Regions from separate parts of the Mus musculus genome. Here region 1 is linked to region 2. A link is a contact called in public Hi-C data. All regions are on one chromosome and are shown on one strand. The core of a region is the stretch at or near the end of the contact, and the rest is flanking DNA. Distances in the headings are between cores, read along the strand shown.

Evidence for each region. A called contact is a pair of places that touch in the nucleus more often than the background predicts.
Region 1: a Hi-C map of liver shows a contact between it and region 2, with 2.6 times the contacts expected there. The contact joins two enhancer-like sites. A contact is called at or near these places in 2 of 15 datasets of contacts at CTCF or cohesin (large pre-B cells and pro-B cells), 1 of 484 Hi-C or Micro-C datasets (liver) and 1 of 9 other capture datasets (adipose tissue).

The regions. Positions count from the first base shown.
Region 1 is chr3:129,467,418-129,474,674 of GRCm38.p6, reverse strand. No RefSeq gene overlaps it. Among named protein-coding and RNA genes, the nearest start is that of Gm35787, 48 kb to the right of the region's middle. Within about 2 kb of position 2,459, at least 10 of the 459 cell types and tissues checked have an H3K27ac peak or open chromatin away from gene starts, as enhancers often do. A contact at or near this core is called in liver, where this site is marked.
Region 2 is chr3:129,292,832-129,299,627 of GRCm38.p6, reverse strand. It overlaps Enpep (glutamyl aminopeptidase), which reads left to right. Exons shown (of 20, transcript NM_007934.3): 9 at 465-530; 10 at 647-798; 11 at 6,343-6,422. Among named protein-coding and RNA genes, the nearest start is that of Enpep, 37 kb to the left of the region's middle. Within about 2 kb of position 2,442, at least 18 of the 459 cell types and tissues checked have an H3K27ac peak or open chromatin away from gene starts, as enhancers often do. A contact at or near this core is called in liver, where this site is marked.

The DNA of each region.
Region 1 (7,257 bases), core at 1,210-3,709, 180 kb before region 2:
TCCTGCCTACTCGTCCAGTGATTGGCTCCTTTATTCATTTGGTGATTGGTTCACAAGAACAGCACCAGGCCGGTCCACAACTGTTAACTGCTGGTGAGTTAACTTCTCCTGTTGTTGCTCCCCAGTTCCTCCTTCTCTGGTATCAGAAGCAGCACCTCCATGCTTTTGTCTCAGACCTGGGGCCAGCATCTCTCCAGGAACCTTCTAGGCTTTGGGTGGTAGACTGGGACTGCTGAAGGAGCAACCCTGTGTACTGAGCAACTAAACTCCCTACTTAGAGACGCTATGATGGGGACTATGCCAACTGCGAAGGCTCTGTTCCTTAGAGAACCCTGACAAACCCAGACACCACATACCAAAAGTATTAACTGATAACCTCTCAGGTTTGCAGTCATTTTACAACTTACCCCCACCTTTCCTTTTTGTAAAGCAATCTTTCTTGCCTACGTGTACCTGTCTGGTGCCCGAGGAAGTCAGAAGAGGGTGTCGGATCTCCTGGAACTAAAGTTCCAGACAGCGTAAGTCTCCAAGCAGATGCTGGCACTTGTATCTGGGTCCTCTGTAAAAAGCCATAAATGTTCTTAGCTGCTGAGCCATCTCTCCAGCCTCTTGATTACTATGGTCATTTTATCCTTTCACTATGGATAACATTCAGGTTTCCAGGCACAGCTCTGTGTGTTCTTGGACAAAGAGGAACAATATGTTCCCTAGATACTTAATGAGGAAAGTGGCAACGTGCACCAAACAGCATTAGCATCTTGTCCCTTGGCTCCTACAGTTTTCATTTCATTGGCTGAAGGGACTGGGGGAGGAGTGGGTGGCTGGCTTTTTTAGTGCACAGGTTCTGCAAGGGTGAGAATGGTGTTTCAGATACAACAACAGATAAGTGCACCTGTGTCTGACTTAGATTATGGAGTCTGACATGAGGGCAGGGATGAGCCTCGGAATCCTTCAGAACAAATGAGCATGCACTATAGCTGGTATACTCGTATACTGGTAGGGGGGATGTACACTGTATGTGGCGGAGATGTATAATATGTAGCTGGATGGCATTCTGTGTTGGAGAAAGCATGTATGCCATCTCAGCTCACCCTCTCTTAGAAAGATGCCTGTTTTTTCAGACTTTGAATATGTGTTGGGGGTTTTGGCCTTTTCTAATGATAAGGCTGAGTGAGTGATGGAGGAAGTATGGTATTGGAGACTAGCCCTTCAAGTCATGGGTGTTCCTCTTTTCATAGGAAAGGAAGCTGTCCTGCTTGAGGATACTGGAGTAGCCTTGGAGTATTTTTCATGGTAAGGCCTCGAGGTATCCTGCTCATCGGGCAACACGGGGCACCCTATTGTAAGCCCGTGAGCTAGCCATTCTGGAAGCAAGCCTTCTGCCTCAGTTCCCTGATTGCACTTTGGGTGACTGTGAAAGATCCTACTGTATTTGCATTACATATTATGAGCCAGCAACACCTACCTCGGGCTCTTCTACACTCTCAGCTGGGCACAGTGACCAGCCACCGGCTCTGGAGGTTAAGTTAGGAGAGTTACACGGTTCCCAAGCATCCTGGGCTAAATGTGAAGTTTGAGACCAACCTTGGCTTCATAGCAAGAAAACAAAACAACCCCATCTACAGGCCTTGTGTGATGGTTTGTATATGCTTGGCTCAGAAAGCGACATTAGGAGGTGTGGCCTTGTAGAGGTAGGTGTGTAACTGTGGGTGTGGGCTTAAGACCCTCATCCCTGCTGCCTGGAAGTCAGTATTCTGCTAGCAGCCTTCAGATGAAGATGTAGAACACTCAGCTCCTCCTGCACCATGCCGGCCTGGACACTGCCATGCTCCCGCCTTGATAATAGACTGAACCTCTGAACCTGTAAGCCAGCCTCCATTAAATGTTGTCCTTATAAGAGTTGCATTGGTCATGGTGTCTGTTCACAGTAGTAAAACCCTAACTAAGACGTTTGTAAGATAAAAGTATTTGCCATTTTACACCCCTTTTCCTTGGAAGCATTTGTTGAAAAGCAACAGGAATCCAGTAGCACAAGGCGATGTTCCAGGTAGCTATGGTTGAAAAAAAAAATATAAATCAAACTGTGAAATCTTGGCATCACACAATAGACCATAGTTCTTGTGAGTCTGTAGGGGCTTAGCTGGGCTAGGCTGCCTTCCAATACATGGGATCTTTCTGTGGTGAGCTAGGAACCTACCTGTATCCTCTTCAGTTTCATCATCTTCTATTTGGTCACTACTCCCAAATGTGCCTTACCTGGGTGGCCAGAAGTAATTCCAATCATTTACTGACTTTCATAGCTTTGGATATGCCTAACCACTAATGTTTCATTGGCAGAGTCGAGGCCCTGGTGTTAATGTAAGGTAAGAGAACAGTAGGCACCGTTAATGCCATGCATGACCTGGGAGGTGGGGAGGGCAAGAACGCTGTTAGGAAGTCGGGAATGGTTTGCGAGCTCTTCTCGCCAGATAGCAGTGCAAAGTCTGACCTGCTGACACTGCTGATAAAAATGTGCATGGTCATCTTTTCAACCTCGGCTGCTGGAAGTCAGATTGCAAAACAACTTCTCTTCATGGATTAGATGAGGATGAAAACGGCGAGAGACAGGAAACCTTCGAAGACAGGCTAATCCCAATGAAACAGAAATTAAAATGGCCACAAGGACCCGGGGCTCATCGCTCTGAGAGGCTCAGCGCCTGAGGAGTGGGCCGGCACATGTAAATGGCATGAAAGGCAGGCACCCATTTTGCGTTGTGCTTGCTTGTTCGGGAACTTTTGTTTTTAATCATCAACGTTGGCATTTCATGTTTGAAAAATCTTCATTTGAAACACTAAACTCTGCTAGTGAGGTTGCTCAGTGGGTAAAGGCACCTGCCACCAAGCTTGGTGACATGAATTTGATTCCTGGGACCCACGTGAGAGAAAGAGAGAATGGACTCCTGAAGGTTGGATTCTTATTCTATGATGACATAAACTAAATGGTAAAAAACAAAAAACAAACAAACAAAAAAAACCAACAACTTCTCAGCAGCTATGAAAACACATAAAATCTATTCAGGTATGGACTAGACCAGGCTTAGGGGTTTGTGATATGGGTAGAGGCAAGTTTACAAGTCCAGAAATCCAGGAAGCTAATGTACTGAAGTTACCCCTCACCTCATTGAACGGGAGTTGAGCAAACTCTTGCAGGTCAGTGGCAGGTCAACATTGTACTAGGGGTTCATACCTGGGGGTGGGGGAGAAGATATGGTATAATGTCAAAAAATGACAGAATGAGAGAGAGAGACAGAGAGAGAGAGAGAGACAGAGAGAGAGAGAGACAGAGAGAAAGAAGAGGGAGAGGAGATGCAGGAGGTGAAAGACAGAGAGAGAGAGAGGGAAGAGATAGAGAGACGAGGCAGGGCTTGGGGGAAAGAAAGAGAGTTAGATGCCTTGGCTTTAGTCCCAAGCTTGATAGTTTTATCTCAACAATATTGTCTTCCTAATTTTTCTTATATGTAAATTGAAAAACGGGATTATGTCTGTTGTTAGTGTGTGTGTGCATGCATGTGTGTGTGTTTGTGTGCATGTGTGTGTGTGTGTGTGTAAGACAGGATATACCTGGACAGTGAATCTCACTGGCCTCCTTCACAGACATGAATACTTATCTTCCCTTTGCTTTCTCCCGGGAATTTGGGAGATTGCTTCTCTCAGACCTGGAACAGGCAATGTTCCTTCCACTGTTCTTAGGTTTAGGAGTTTATACTAGGCCCCTTTCCCCGTTATCTGCTAACAGTAAAAGATTATAATTCACTTGAAGTTGGGGGTGCATGGTCTCTTTATATTACCGCAAATCTCATTTAAAAATGTTGATCTCTTTACGCTCTTAGACAATTCTTTCTGTATCTAAGTGAGGCCAGTGTATTTGAAGAAGGGGCAAATTTTGCATAATGAGCCCTTTCTAGGAAGCTCTGGTTTTTTCTAAAGATTTTTTTTAAAGATTTATTTATTTATTATATGTAAGTACACTGTAACAGTCTTCAGACACACCAGAAGAGGGCATCTGATCCCATTACAGATGGTTGTGAGCCACCATGTGGTTGCTGGGATTTGAACTCAGGACCTCTAGAAGAGCATTTAGTGCTCTTAATCTCTGAGCTATCTCCCAGCCCTTTTTTCTAAAGATTTCGTACATGGAGCTGGAGAGTTGTCTCGCTGGATAAGAGTGTGTGGTGTGAAAGCCAGACAACCTAGGCTCAAGTCCCCAGCATCTGTGTAGAAGGCTGGGTGTGGGTGCACATGCCTCTCACCTCTCAAGGCAGTACTGTTCAGAGGACCGAGTTACCCAGAGCCAGGCTGACTCCATGATACGCTGCAAACTGGCAGTTTGAGAGACTAGGCCTGGGTTTCTGTTTCCAAGAAATGAGAACCTGGATCCAGGAAGCTGTGGTCAGCCACAGCTGCATGCAGCCAAACCGAGGACATCTTGTCATCCGGTCTGAAGTAAGAATAGGTAGATAGAATGAATAAATGACAGCCCCTACCCCCCCCCCCCCAGCCAGGGAGGTCTCTAGAGCCCTAACCAATTGTAGAATCAGTCAGATCCCTATGCAGCTAACTCATCAAAATAAAAGGGCACACACCTGTCCCTGGAATTCTCCTAACTGACAATAAAAGCTGAGCTTGTATGCTCACTAGGGGTCTCCATTTCCAAATGGGGAGACCCCTGCATGCAGGAAATTCAGCTGAATAAAAGCTCTTGGCTTTTGCATACTGTTTAGGTCTGGGGTATCACTCTTCTGCAATTATTGAACCCTAACACTGTGGAGCAGAGACAGATTCTAGGACTTGCTGCTGAGTCTCCGGTTCAATGAGAGACGTGTCTCTGCAGTGCAGTTAGAGGAAGATGCCTGGTGTCAGCCTCTGGCCTTGACAGGTAGCATCCTGAGTCTATATACCTGCACACATGTGCACACAACAGACACACATAAAATAAATATTTCCACATGAAAAAATTTCCAATGATTTGTAAACAATACTGTATGCAAACACTAAAATTGGTATGAAAATCTGTGACCCACCCCCATGGCCCCCAATTGAGGTTCCCAATGTTCTAGGCTGTGATGGTATTATTTTATGTTTTGACAATACTTAAATGAAAAGATGCAACAGTGGGTAGGATAGCTGACCAAGCCAGCTCAGTCGGTCAACAGGTTCTCCAGAGCAGGAGTGAGGATTAAAAAGAAAAAAGACAATTAGACAACACTGTGGCATGACCCCAGACAGTTCTGAGACTGAGGCAGGTTTATTTCTTTTTCCCAAACTGCTTTTATACCATTTTAATTACATGCAGGTAATAAGATCAGTTCTAGGCTGAGGAACAAGCAAGACAATAAACACAAATAGGCCAGGAACAAGCAAGGCAATAAACAAAGTCCCATGATCACTCTCATGATCACTATTTCTAAGGGCTTATCAGGATGACCAAGGTATCTGAGCCTACTTCCCTGTCCTAGCCCAAAGTCATATTCATGCCTAAAGCCTACTTCTTTGTTCTACCTTAAAAATCAGATTCCTGCCTGACCTTACTTCCCTGTTTTAGCCTAAAATTAGAGTCCTGCCTGAGCTTACTTCCTTGTCATGGCCCAATGTCAGACCCCTGCTAAGTGGCCCCAAAAGCTCTCCACAGATAGCAATATCAGCGCGAGGACCAGAAATGTTCACTATGCTATTTAGAAGATACTTTAAAGATTTACTTATTGAGACAGCCTCTTGCAGCACTGGCTGGCCTGGAACTTAGCTATATAGTCCAAGTTACCTTTGAACTTATGTGCAATTCTCTTGCCTCAGTCTCCCAGGCACTGGGATTTATAGACATGTATTATCATGCCTGGCTCTGAAAGAAAGATGAAATTTTAAGACCTGTAAGTCATATAAAGTACTCAGAAATTGCTGGTTGTTTGTGAGCCTAGAGGCTGCCTGGGGCTGAGAACAAAGAAGAACAAACCCGGGCATGCCCCGTTGTTAAAGCATTCCTGGGAACAGCTTGACCATAAAGATAAAGAGGAATGTGAGGACGTAACAGGGCTATATGAACTGAGTCGACAACCATCTGGCCCAGCACCTCCCTCTGCCCATTGCCCTTTGACTCAGTTTAAAGTCATAAATTAGCCAGATACTCTGCTAGCATTGATAAACATCCAACTCACAGAACCCTGACACCTGACCTGCACGTATTCCTTTTGCTGACATGTAATCTTTCTGCTGATGTTTGAATAAGCCAATATTGTGTCGCTATGTTGAGTTCCCCACCCCTAAGCCCTTTACCCCATAAAAACCCCTAGCTTTCGAGCCTCGGGGTCGAATCCACTGTCTCCTGCATGAGATACATTTCGACCCGGAGCTCTGCCATTAAACTGCCTCGTGTGTTTGCAGCAAGGGTTCCTGTGTTTCTTTGGGTGCACTCTCTCTCCTGAGACTAGAGTGGGGGTCCCCGAAAGGGGGTCTTACAGCTCCATTATGCAATTTTAAAGTCTTAGGTTCTAAAATGTATATCTAAGGCCACTATTAAGTCTTGCGCGCACGCTCGACTGGCCAGGAAGAACGACGCTGCAACAGGATCCTTCTGCACACGTTTATTGGGAGAGCTTGATTGTAGAGGCAAAAAGACACTGAGCCCAGAACTGGTGCTGCTTTTATAGGCCTAGGAGAGGCGTGTCTCACACCCGGATTGGTTATGCACTACGCCTCATTTGCATGTTCCTCATCTGATTGGCTACTCAGTACCTCACAGAGCCTCATTATCATACCTCATTTGCATGTCTCACACCTGATTGGTTATACTCTCAGTACCTTACAGAACCTCATTATCATGCCCGGGCCAGGCAGTGTCTTTGCAAAAAACTTTACTGCATATGTACACATTGGTTGTTTGTCCAAACTTATGCGTGGTGGCCAGCAGTAGTCAGTGCCACTCTGCAACGGCACATGTGGCTTCCCACAATTAAGTCATCCCACAGATTTCTGCTGTGACAGAACAGCTCTTCTTAGCTTAATGCTTGAGTTTAAAGAAGCAGCCTTTGCCATGGGGAGAGCTGGAGGTTGCCTTGTGAAGATTAAAAGAGGTCACTTTTGTGCAAACCCTTGATGAAAGAGATCTAGAATTGTGTGTTGTGAAAAGTCTGTCTCTATACTGGCTTAATTTCTATGTTTAAAGATCATTTGTTCCATGTATGTTACTTGAGGCCTGAAGACTTGATGTTCCTTTGGGTATCATGG
Region 2 (6,796 bases), core at 1,193-3,692:
AACTTCCAAAGGGACAGCTTTCTATTTAAAAGATTTATGTTTTAAAAGTATTTGAAGAATAAAGACTTGCTCTCCTAAGTGAGTAACTTCTCCTATCTACTCATAACCACCTTGATCATTATTCAAAAGACTTCATGCCTGTTCTCTTCCTTAGCATGGCAAATTCGACCCACTAGCATTTAAGTTCAAGAACTGAGGAAGTGTCCACCTTTAAGACGGCTGAAAAATGGAAACAATACTTAATCATATGAAAATCAAACAGCACTGAAATATCAGTGTCTGGAAATGATGTTTTACTGCAAGAAAGTCACTGCTGTTTCTTGGATGGTGTTTGTGTGTGTGTGTGTGTGTGTGTGTGTGTGTGTGTGTGTGCTTATGTTATCTCATGCCATGGAAACACCAGGAGCAGTTATGGGAGGTTTGGGTGAAGGAAGACTGGCCTTTAAAGTACTCATCTTTTACAGATTTACTTGAAAAAATTCCAGTTCGCGAATGCAAAAACTTCCGACTTTTGGGATTCACTGCAAGAGGTGAGGAAGGCCTTGTCCGCTCAATTCCGAAGCAATTTACATTTTAATATCACTAATTATTTTTAATTTCCCCGCATTTACAAACTAATGGAGCTCCATTGTCCTCCCAACCACAGGCAAGCAATCTGCCAGTGAAAGAAGTGATGGACACCTGGACTAGCCAGATGGGTTATCCTGTGGTCACTGTGAGTGGAAGGCAGAACATCACCCAGAAACGCTTTCTGTTGGACTCCAAAGCTGATCCTTCGCAGCCACCGTCAGAGCTCGGGTAAAGATGACTCACTTTAAAAGAACAGGAGAAATTACTCAGCAGAAATACTGCTCGTACACTTAGGTCCTGCCTTCGTGGTATGATTGGCATGTGACAGTGTAAAGGTACAGCCTTTAGGCAACAGAGAGGTCAAGGCTAGCCAAGTGGCAGAACTGAGCGTTTGCCCACGTTTATCTTCTATGTGGACATGGACATCAAAGAATAAAAGAGTGGAAGCAGTGGAAAAAAATAAAGCCAGGTGTTGAACATGAGTGGGCGGGGCTGTGGGCAGTATGGAATGCTGGGAGAAAGGCTAAAGGGAAAATCATGGTCCAAAGGGAACTGGGAAAGATGTTGACAGATAATTACAGTGACCTCCCTAGGCAGGCTCTGCACTTACAGTGTGCAGTGCACAATAAAGAATACAGAGGATCTGAAAAATGGGTTGAGTAGTGAGCCCAGGCTGTGCCTTTCGGACCTACTCCTCCGCTTCATTCCCACCCATCACTCTTGCCCTCACTGTTAGAGAACTCTCAGAAGTCTGGCAGTGACAGCAGGCAGGAATCCAGATGGCTTGTTCCCCACCCCCTTCCAAATATACTAAAACAGTAGAGGACAGCCAAAGACTTCCACAGTGGAGGCTCCGGAGCAAAGCCATCCTTGCAAGGAGCATGGGCTGGGCTTCCCCTACGACTGCTCACGGGAGAGGCTTGTTTCCAAAACCTATCTTCCTCCTCTGTAGAAGGGGTAGCATCCAAGCCCTCAAGAGTAATCAATTCCGTTTTGAGAGATGATTTAGTTGGTAACAGACGTGCCATGAAAGCTTGAGGGTCCGAGTTTGCATCCCTAGAACCCATGTGAGGCCAGATAGAGCAGCACGCACTGGCAGCCCCAGTACCTCTATGGTAAGACGCATAGTGGCCTCAGGACATTCCCCAGAATCCTCAGCCCGTCTGCATACGCGAAAGTGGACAACAGAGAGACCTTGTCTCATATACGGTGGATGGTAAGGATCCTCTCACGTCCACACAAGTGGATATGCACACCCACACACAGATGCACACATCACACATGCAGACTCAGAACAACAACGTGATCAACTCAACTCTCCTTTCTTAAATATGAATAGACAGTGGAGAATTAGAAGACACATGAAAAATGGCTAAGCATGAAAGCTTAAACAATCCCAGGTGGACAAATGAAAAAGTCCCGACTCTACGGACATTAATCAGGAACCAAAAATGGGAAGAAAAAAAGGGGGGAAAGAAAGAAAGAGAAAATTATAAGAAATATTCAGACTTAAAAAAAAAAAGCTATGTGCTTATTGTACAAGACACAGTGCCTTCGAAAGGCAAATTGAGAACCCAGAAGGAAGACTAAAATTTTCAATGAAGTAAATTTGGGAGAAATTCTCCAAAAATGTAAAACTGACACAACGAGATGGTAACTATGAAGAAGGCAAACCTGAAAGCCTAGTGTCCGAAGAAGGGGTGAACAGCTAGGCACAGTGGCAGAGTCTGTGGGCGAGTGATAGGACCTGACCCAGTGTGGCAGGAGCTGGATCCTTGCCAGCTGGCAGGGATAGTGTGTGTAGCTTGTCCTTGGGTCCCATGGGTGTATCACATGGAAATGAACAAACTCTGTGAATTGACCTCTGTGAACTGAGAGCTGGTTGTGAAACCCTCAGTGGCTAGTGGCATGTCACAGAACGACAGTCACACCAAAAAAGGTGGGGCAAGACTCTCCCCTAGAGGTCCACGTGTGACCCAGGGAGAAGCTTGAGAATGATTTTATTTTGAAAATGTTTACTGTTAAAGGGAAACAGAAGTAGTAACATGAGGGAACTAGCCCGTGCCTCTCGTGGTTAAAGTAGAACATATTGGGTAATGTTAGTCAAGTTAAACTGGAGAGCCAGGCCAGAAGCTTGTGCCCAAGGAAGGGATGTGACAGCCTAGGGTTTTCAGCACCAGCTCTTCAAACTTTTTATTAATTATGAACTTATGTACAAATTGCCCAAGGCAAATTCCCCTGACCATTTAAGCAGCACTTCACTTTGAAATTTAATCAAATTATCTTATATATAAAACACATAAACTTATACATGGGACCAAGTTCATCTAAACACTTCTAATTAAAACTTTATTTCTAAGCCAGACAGTGGTGGCACACACCTTTAATCCCAGCACCCAGTGGGGACAAACAGACAGATTTCAAGAATTTGAGGCTAGCTTGGTCTACAGATTGAGTTCCAGGATAGCCAAGGCTATATATAAAGATATCTTGTCTCAAAAACAAAACAAACCAAAAAAACCCCAAAACTAGTAATTTCAAAGTATGAAGATTCAACTAAGATGTACAAATCTGTATCATCTACATTTTTATTTCTTGTATATTTTTATAAATCTAGTTAAAGCACAAATTATAGGGTCAGTGGCTTAGTGGGGGAGGGCACTGGCAGCCAAATCTGATGACCCACATGGAAACCACACAGATAGGAGAGGATCTTTGGATCTATTTTATGGGGGGGAAATGTGAAAATCGAGGCAGAAAGCGGTTATGCAACTCATTCAAGGTTGCTCAGAGAGGAAGTGATGGGACCTTCATTTGAATGCAGGCAGACTAGCTACAAGGCTGCATAGGAAGACTGGGGGGGTGGGCAAGGAAGGAGAGGGAGGGAAAGCCTGGGACAGGGATGCAAGCCACAATAGAGGGTGGAGACATTGGCTAGGATAGTGAGAAATCAAGGGACCGGAGGGAGAACACTGACAGATGACATTTGTATTTTCCCAAGTTCCCTCCAGTGACAACATGCGCATTGGATGTTACAGTGAGTAAGGCAGCAACATCCTCTGTCTTGCAAAACAACCTTCCACTAGGCAGGTTTCCCAGTAATTGTTTCCTCCTGTCATGGGTAGCCACTGATTTATTAAGCAAAGACAGCTCTTGCTTTGTTTGAGCTAGAGGGATTGGAGTAACAAACAAACAAACAAACCAGAAACAAACCTCCTGGTTTATCCATTCTGGTCTATACAGACCCTTCCCCTAAAAAAATTACAACTAAGTGAACCAAACACATCATTAAGAATAAAATCCCTTTTTGTTACCATAAATTTTTAAATTTTATTCAGCAAGAGATTACAGTTGTAGCATTGATACTTAATCTTTTTCTTAAGTTTTTAACCAGATATTGTATGCATCTTATTGTGATTCCTACAGGCATGAATTTTAGCCTCTAAAATTATCATAAAGTAGATTTATTTGTGTTGGATTTATAAAATAGAATTATATACTCACAGGAAAAGAAACAGAAAATCTGCTCTTTCTTCCTCACTGAGAACAATTTGTTACAAATCAATAGTAGCTGAACAAAGAAGCAAGAGATTTCCAAACGGAAACGAGTTTTCCTCATGTTTCTCCTTATCAAAATATTAGACAGCAATAAATACTTTCAGGCATCCTGCTATCTTGTATAATTAGCATATGTGAATAAGAATGTCTAAGCAGCACCTTCACCCACAGTGGGGTGGGTGGGACTGGCCCTTTCCTAGGCTAAGGCTTAGCCCTCCCTCTTCCAAGCTGCTCTTTTGTGCTCTCGGTTACACTGTGGGCTGACTGACCTCTTCTGAGTGTCTTTCTGTTTGCTTAATCCAAGATTAGGAGAAGCATAGAGCAGAAAGTTCTCTCATTCAGATGAACCCTATGTGAGTCATATTGTGGTCTCCGCCATCTCTTCAAATGTCTCATCTCTGTCTGTGGGATTTCTTCCTATCAGGACCCCGGGTGCCCATTCCACATTAAGAGACAGAAGATTGGGAGTAGGGGTGCCATCATAGAAGATTAAGTCAGTGTCAGCGGCAAAAATTAGACTGGCCATATTTAGCACTGATGGAGCCTGTAAGACAGTCAGAACACTAGTTACACCTTCAGGAACGACCCCTGATACTGCTGAATTTAGATAACATGTAACAGCCTTCATTTACTTGGCTCCTGCTCTTGGACATATTATGCTCCCAAATCTTTTTCTTTACTCAGCGGAGATTAGGTACAATATCAGGATTCTAAAATTAGAAGAGAGCAGTAGCGCCACTGCCTTCCTTCATTTTGACTTACGGCACTCTTAGACATCCCAGGATAGCGTGTTTTATATCTGTTTCCAGTAACACATCTTCTACCAGCCTTTAGTGTGGTAGAGTCCCAGGGAGGAGAACACCCTATATGAAGACTGTGCTCATAGATCATGAAGCCCCCAGCTGTTCCAGGTTGGGTCAGGCTGGCACTAGGGAAGATGGGGAAGCTCGACTGTTCTTCCGGTTAGCCCTGCACTAGCAGCACGGCAAGAATATAGAATGGGATTTGTTACAGTCTGCTTTGTTCCTCTTCTGAGAAGTCGTAGAGCTCCCTAAAAACGTACCTGGAGATGGCAAGTGAAGGAGGGAGCAGGGATGGGGGTGGGGGCACCTGCAGGAGTGCTGTACGAAGCGGGATCTGTAGAGACTCGCTGGCTGCCAACTACAGGGAAGCTCTGGAGCCTGCTCAGATGTACTTGGCAGATTAGGTAAGATAGGTTGTCACCACACCCATCCACCACGAAGGAAGAAGGGCCACATTCAGAGGAATAAGTTTCCTGGATCTTTGGGCTTTCAGGCTCCAGCAGCCTGAGGGCATCTGCCACGCAGCCAGTTTGGAAAGCATACCCAGTCAGGGAGGGGAGAGAAATGTAAGGAGGTGGCATTGGGTAAGCCTGAAGCATCCACAACAGTCACTGGAGAACCAAGGGAGCCACTGGTCTCCTGAACTATGTAGCTATTCTACTGGAGACAGGAGGGTGGCAAGTTCAAGACTTGCCTGGGCTGCAGAATGAGTTCAAAGCTAGCCTGGGAAGTCTAAAGGGGCTTTGTCTCAAAATAAAAAATTAAGTCGTAGCTCATTGTTAAAGGGCATCCTTGGCATGCTGGGGGTGGGGGAGGCTAGAATCAACCCTCTGATTTCACAAAACTGACACAAACAGTAGAACAAAATCGGCACCCCTTTCTCCTCCCCTGATGTGACTGAAATACTAAATAGCAAAGGAGGCCACTGAAATAAGCTTAGGGGGTGAGTTTCCCTTGCAGCACCGATGTCATGGCTGCAGTTAGTTACTAAGCGAACTTTAGAGACGAACACGTAATGCTTAGTGGGAAGGAAGGCAGAATTTCAGTATAATTTGATAAAAGAAAACACACCATGCTTGAACCTACATAGGCTTGAATGCAGAGGATCTCCGTGCTATGATTCCAAATGCTACATTTATACAAGTTGCATTGTGCAAAAATATTTCTTTCAAAACATTTTTTTACTGAATATTGGATTTTCTTCTCCCTTATCTAATTTCATGTACATTTTATAGATTTATAGAAACAGAACTCTCTGGCATGACCTATCTTCTTCCCAGAAGTACATTTTACAGATTGTGTGTGTTGTGTACTACGCACTGCCAATCATTTATAAGGAAAAATGTGTTCATCGGTTGATTTTGATACTTAAGCTTCCCATGATTAAGTGTTTCCTTCTTAAAATTTTTAGTTACACATGGAATATTCCAGTCAGATGGGCTGATAATGACAACTCAAGGATCACCGTGTACAATAGGTTAGACAAAGGAGGTAAGTATTTATTTAACACATTCATTTCTTCTGTGAATTGATGCATTTCAGGAAACAAACAGAAACACAGCAAGGCCAAACTTTCAGCCAAAACTTGTGAGTTTCCGCTGAAAGTCATCTCTCAGCTAACTTACCCACAAATCTAAACTTTTGTCTACGATGAGAACTTCCCCACCTTGACACGATCCTTTAGTGATTTATCATGGCAGACAAGAAAAAATCGCCAGAGCCAAAGGAATTTTACTTACCTGTCAATCACTGGGAAATCAAGCCGTTAGGTTCCGACCTTTCCTGGCTTCCTCCCTGCCCCCACCCTTCCGTCCTTTCTTCCTTTTCTCCTCTCTCTTCTGTTCTTTATATCAAAGAAGGAAGAC